Regions from separate parts of the Sus scrofa genome. Here region 2 is linked to region 1. The links are chromatin contacts, called in public Hi-C maps. All regions are on one chromosome and are shown on one strand. The core of a region is the stretch at or near the end of the contact, and the rest is flanking DNA. Distances in the headings are between cores, read along the strand shown. Region 1 holds the start of TP53INP1 (tumor protein p53-inducible nuclear protein 1). Region 2 holds the start of PLEKHF2 (pleckstrin homology domain-containing family F member 2).

Evidence for each region. Hi-C and Micro-C count contacts between places; a contact is called where the count stands out from the background.
Region 2: a contact with region 1 is called in a Hi-C map of skeletal muscle, with 6 times the contacts expected there. The contact joins the promoter of PLEKHF2 here to the promoter of TP53INP1 in region 1. A contact is called at or near these places in 9 of 47 Hi-C or Micro-C datasets (alveolar macrophages, embryonic fibroblasts, heart right ventricle and 3 more) and 2 of 2 datasets of contacts at active chromatin or transcription factors (alveolar macrophages and skeletal muscle).

What each region holds. Positions count from the first base shown.
Region 1 is chr4:41,745,959-41,749,084 of Sscrofa11.1, forward strand. TP53INP1 (tumor protein p53-inducible nuclear protein 1) reads left to right here and starts at 1,696. Exons shown (of 4, transcript XM_001925224.6): 1 at 1,696-1,969.
Region 2 is chr4:41,533,383-41,536,508 of Sscrofa11.1, forward strand. PLEKHF2 (pleckstrin homology domain-containing family F member 2) reads right to left here and starts at 1,550. Exons shown (of 2, transcript XM_021089079.1): 1 at 1,399-1,550.

The DNA.
Region 1 (3,126 bases), core at 446-2,945:
CGAAGGTAGGTCTTAATGTGACCTTTTAAAAGCCTTGGAGTTCCCGTCGTGGCTCAGCAGTAATGAACACAACTCATTGCCATGAGGACCCAGGTTCAATCCCTGGCCTCGCTCAATGGGTTGAGGATCCAGTGTTGCCATGAGCTGTGGTGTAGGTCACAGAGGTGGCTCAGATCTGGCATTGCTGTGGCTCTGGCACAGGCCGACGGTTACAGCTCTGATTCAACCCCCTAGCCTGGGAACTTTCATATACCACAGGTGCGGCCCTAAAAAGAAAAAAGAAAAAAAATTAGAGCCTTAAAAGGATCATCATGCCTTGATTCTGAATGGGAAGATGATCTCTCCATGAATTCCTAAGAAGAAACAAGAGACTATGGGGCTCCTAATGTAGTAATGACACTTGAGAGGATATATTAGGATGAGCCTCGTTTGCCAAAAAAACTAAAATCCAAGTTAAAGTCTTGTTCTACTTTCTGAGAATGGCCCTCGAATTACAGTTATTACTCTTGGGGGTCAGACAATCCCCTGTACTTTGATTTTCACCCTTTAAAACCAGGATTGTTGGAAACAGATTGATGACAGGATGTTTGTGAGGGCCAGAATGTGAGTCTTTCAGAATACTGTAATGTATCAGACACCTGTTGAGGGTATATAAATTTAACCTTGGGAACCACATCTCAGGCCAAACAAGATCCACCATAAGAGTGGAGATACATCAAAATAACTTCCTTGCCTTGGCCAGACAGTTAATCCATCAACATATGTACACAGCTTTGGTTTGGAAAGTATTTTCAAGCCCACTGTCTTATTTTCTTCTCACTATAAATAGTGAGCCCGCCTGTAGGTTGAATCTTGAGCCTGTGGGCCAGTTCAGTCAGGTCCCAGTATCAGTTACCACAGCGAGATGGGGCCTGGCTCCTTGTCCTAAAAAGAAGGTTGGGGAGTTCCTGTTGTGACACAGTGGAATTAAATCCACATCATGAGGATGTGGGTTCAATCCCTGGCCTCGCTCAGTGGGTCGGCGATTCTGCATTGCTGTGGCTGTGGTGTAGACTGGCAGCTGTAGCCCCAATTTGACCCCTAACCAGGGAATTTCCATATGCCCCATGGATGTGGCCCTAAAAAGAAAAAAAAAAAAAAAAGATATTGGGTGGGCGGCATTCCTATACCTGAATCTAAACTTTCCTTCCAAAGAAGGCCAAAAGGTTAGGTGGCCCTGCCTTAGCACCACGTCCACGATTTTACCCGTATACTGGCCTGAAGTGGTCTCTTGGGATCTTCGTCTCCATCACTCTCAACGTCCCTGATTTTCCCCTCACAGCAAAAAAAGCTTTGTGAGCCTTTGTACCCCAAACACTCGGCCTCTCACTTGGCCAAAGGGTCAGCTGAGGTCAGGGCTCTTCCTCTCGCCCATCGGTTCCAGTTGTCTTCACACTCCTGCAGGTTCCCATTTCGGTTCAGCCCCAGCCCTTCCTCTGTTCTCTCCCAGTCGCCCCAGTGCCAGCCCCCATCGCACCCCCACCCCTGCTCCCTCCCTTCCGCTCGCCCCCCTACTCTCCCATCGGCGCCCGGGCTTTGTTGCCCGGGCTTGTTTCTAACTCAAGAGCGTCGGCCGGCTGGGCGCCAGGTCACGTGCGTTAGTGACAACCTCTCGCAGGGCGGCCCCGGGGCCCCAGCGCCGCCGATTGGTGGGCCGGGGCTGGCGCGGCCCCGGGGCGGGGCGGCCGGGCGGGCGCAGCGGCTGATCAGCTGTTCCGAGGCTGCACAACAACAAAAGGAGCGAGACGGGCCGGCGGCGGCCAGCGGTGTGGCCACAGGAAGGCTGGACCGGCCCCGAGCCCCGCGCCCGTCGTCCGGGAGCCGCAGCTACCTCAGCCGCCCCGAACCGCCAGCGCGCCGGTCCCCGCCGAGCCCCGCCAAGCCGGGTGCCCGCTGCCTTCGCCGCCGTCCCGCCGCAGGTCGGGCCCAAGTAAGTGCGGGCGGGGCCGGCGTCCAGGGCCGCCTGCTCCCCGCCGCCCCGCTGCGCTGCCTGGTCCGCGCGCCCTGCCCTCGGGCCGGCTCGCGAGCAGCCGTCGGTGCGCTCCCGGCCTTCGCTGCCTCTGCAGCCTCCGCGGGCTGGACGCCCACCCCCTCGGTGGACCCTCGGCGGACCTGGGGTGCGGGAGGAGGCGGCCGTGCGGACATGGACCGGCCAAGCCCGGGCGTGGGGCGGCGGTTGGGTGTTTGGTTTCTGCCTCCTCCCCCGAGCGTGGCCTGTTTTCTTGGCCTCGGCGGGACCTCCTCTCTCCTCCTCCTCCTCCTCCTTACTCCCTTCCACATCTCCTCCTCCTCCTCCTGCCCTCCGCTGTCGGACGGGGGCTGTCCGCTTGGGACTCGGCTTCGGAGCCCCGGGGTCCGGAGGAGCGAACGCGGCCGCCGCCCGGGGACGTAGCTCTCCAGTTCCGCGGCGCTGCGGCCGCCGCCCCGCCAGCAACCCTCCCAGCGCTGGGTCGCGCTCGGTAGTGCAGCGGCTCCGGGAATCTTACCTGGAGACCTTAGGGTCCTCCTGTCCTTTGCGTGTCCCTTGACCCTGCCTGACCTTACACATCACCTTTTGAGGTTGCACCTGTGGAAAGAGTTTACTTGCCCATCAGAATTAAAATCCTCATCGTTTTGATCACTCCCGCTGATTGAGTGCTTATTATGTGCCATATACTGTGAAGGGCTTAACCTGCCTTATCCCAATTGATTGCCACAGTAATCCTATGAAGTAGGCTATATTATCTTATGGATAGGAAATTTGAGGCCCCAGAGAGATTAAGTAACCTACTCAAGGCCACACAGCCAGTTAAAAGGACATGGTGTTTCTTTTTAGTAGTTGCAGATGAATTTTATGTGGGGATTCCTTATTTTTATTGTATTTCCTAATTACATCTGCTCATTATCTTCTGAGTTAATTCCAATTTAGAGTAGATAGGGACACCCCCCCCCCACGCCACTTCCATCATTCAGAAAAGAGCCTTTTCTGAATACAAAGTAGTTTGGGGAAAGGGGAATGGAAAGTGAACAGTTAATAATCAGGTGCCCCAAGATCTTCAAATCACTTGTTTGCTAAGTGAAATGTATTTTTTCATTGCAAATGTGAAA
Region 2 (3,126 bases), core at 300-2,799, 210 kb before region 1:
CAGTGGGGAAAAAAAGGTTTTTTTTTTTCTTCTAGAATTAAGGAAATTAGCGATCAAATCTGAGCCGAAGCTATATTTTTACCTAAAGATTGATAAGAGAAATTCTCCAAGATATGTTTAAGGGTTTATCTGATTTGTAGTTAAAAAGTCCTTTCAGTTCATTAACAGAATTTGGAAGCTCAAATGCCTTCATTAAAACTAGTAATTTACATTCACTTACTGGGGTGATTCAAGCTGAATCTTTTTTGATGCCTTGGTCAGTACACCAGTTTTATTTTTTGAGGCGATTACATGTGCTTTCCAAATAAGTAACTTAATACCATTCACCTCCAGTGCTGTGAGGACCCAAAGAGATTAAAAATAGAAGCTTTCCTTAATACCGAATTAACCTGAGGACCCCATGAGCTCGCAAAGGACAGAAAAATCTAAATGCTCAAAACACAGTAGGCAAGCACCTTTAAGGAACCAAAAGGAGGGGGGAAACCTCGCAATGTCAAGATCACTTCACCTTATTCTAAACAGAACACATGCCTTTGAGTCTCTCAATGTTCGTGTCTAAGTCCTTCTTTACTGAATTTGTTCTTCAGTGACGTACTGAAACACAACAAAGAAAGTATTTACCGATTTACAAACTTTGTGAGTCTCTGAATTACAGAGAAGAACTTGGTTATCTGTAACCTTAATACTACCCACGATTTCCAGTGCACACTCACAAGTTACTGCTTCAATGTCCTAAGGGCGCACAAGGATAGTCAAGCAACATGAAGAGGCAGCTCTCGGCCTTTAATAAAAATTTAAAAAATAAAGGAAAAATAAATTGGGCAAAAGACCATACAACTTTTAAAAGATTCCAAGTAAGTAAGACGTTAGAGCCAACGCTTCTATCAGGGTAAATTCTGCGGTGCCATTTTTGGCCGCCAATCACATAAAAATACGCTGTTCAGATTACAACGTCCGCGATGCCCAGACCCTGCAAACTTTTTGGACAGAGAGATGTTGGGGCCCTAAGATGCCATTGGCCACGACTGGGACCCCAGTCCCCGCGCCTCCCAACTTCTCACCCGATCTCAGGGTCCGCTTCGCGTCCGCCCGGCCCCCGCCCCGCGGCCCGGAGGACAGAACGAGCACCGGCACGGCCCCCCGGGCGGCCCCCGAGCCCTCCCGCAGCGGCGGCGGCGTCCTGCGAGCGGGCGCGGCTCCCCCAGGGCGAGGGGAGCGGCCGGGAGCGCCCCGTTTCTCACAGACCCCAACATGGCGTCGGCCGCCGCCGCCCGAGACGACGACACCTCCCCGCGCCGCCGACGGCCGGGGACCGCGGAGGGAAGCGCCCGGAAAGTTTCGCTTCTCCTCTCCCCGCCCGCCGGCGGCCGGTGGACAACCAACTCCGGCTTCACCTACCCGGCCGGGCGCGGACGGCGGCGGCGGCGGCAAAGGTCCGACTCCTCCTCGTCCCGAGCGCCGGGCGCGGACTCTGCTCGATCCTCCGCCCCAGCCTCCCAGAGTGGGCAGCCAACAGCGTTTCGCAGCCGGCGCGATCCAGACGCGGCGGGCTGGCGTCGAAGCCGCTCGCAGGTGACCCTCCCGCCCCTCCAGTCGAACCCCACAACGGCCGCCGGGGACAGCCTCTCCCCTGCGCGCGCACGGGCGCGCCGCCACCCACACGCCAGCCGCGAGCGCGGGCACGAGCACACCCACACCGCTCGCTCCCCGCCCTTTCTTGCCCGTTCCCTCGCCCCGCCCGGGCGGCCCCGCGCGACGAGCTCGAGGGGGCGGAGCCACCACGAAAGCCACACCCACCTGGGTAGCCAGGGCCTGGGGTTGGTTCCTCCGTGCTCAGTGGGAACGCGCGCCTTGGAGCCGATTGGGCGCACGTGGGACGTCTTACCTGGGCTGCCTAGCTGCGGGCAAGTCCTTGGAAAGGATTGTTCATCTGCCCACGAAGTTCTTAGCGAGGCTGGAAGAACGGAAGGAAGGCTGGGCCCCCTCTCCCACACCACCGAACTGGCCTGTAAGGGGAACTCAAGAACTTTCCACTGCCGGGAAATAAAAGCTGGGCGGACTTTTGTTTGCTACTCCCACTTTAGCACAGCGTTCCTGCCTGTCACATCTTCCACTGGCTTTTCCTAAGACCCCACCACTTGAAACAGAGGGAGCTGCGGCTACAACACACATACCCCATACAGTCTTTTAAGTGATGGATGACTTATTCCCTGACTTAGAACTCTGGTCTTTCCAAAACTTTTTCTCTGACGCCACAAACGTCATCCAACTTCACACATCTGAAAACAGTAATGATACCATATAAGGTTAAACCTGCCCTTCTTCATTTATAACGCAGCTAAGCGAGCTGACGGATACGTGGAGAGATGTTTAAGATGACTAAGATGAGGAATGGGGGGAGGAGACAGAATATTCACTTCAAACGGAAAGCGTATAGGCAGAAATTAGACTTGGGTAAATTTTATCTTTCCCGTTGATCTATTATTTCAAGGATATTTTACCTTTGATTATTCTTGAATTAGAACCACCGCACCCAAGCCACATAAAAGAGCACCCACCTAGGGATACATAAGCAGGAACTTTCTTTTGGTCTGGGATCCCCTCCAGGTATTCAGCCTCCCATCCTCACTTTTTCCATATCTCAGAAACAAGCAAGTCTTTTAAATAAAATTAGTAACTAGAAAAAAACTGCAAAACCGATATTTTTTTTTAATAGGAAAACGTAGACTATTACCACCAGAAAAACTTTACATCTGTTAGGTATAGTTGTCTCTGAAGACAAGTGTAAATGTCCCCAGGATTCTCATCTGAACCATCACCCTACCCCAATTTCATTTAGTTCCTTCTTCCTCTACATGCAGAAGACCATCTGTCAGTGGAAAAAAGGATGGACTCCATCATCTCCAAAATCCCTTTCAATTTTGAGATTAGGAATGGCTATGTCTGATTGGTTGGCTAAAGTCTAGTCTAGAACAATAGTCACCAAACATTTTTGTCACTCACTTACCAGTAAAAGTTTGTCCTCTCGTATTTCCCAATATACTTATTTAGCTCACCCTAAAACGTATGGACTTAGAAGCCAAACTACTCAAATTCAGCTTTGCCACCAGCTACCTGTTTCCTTGG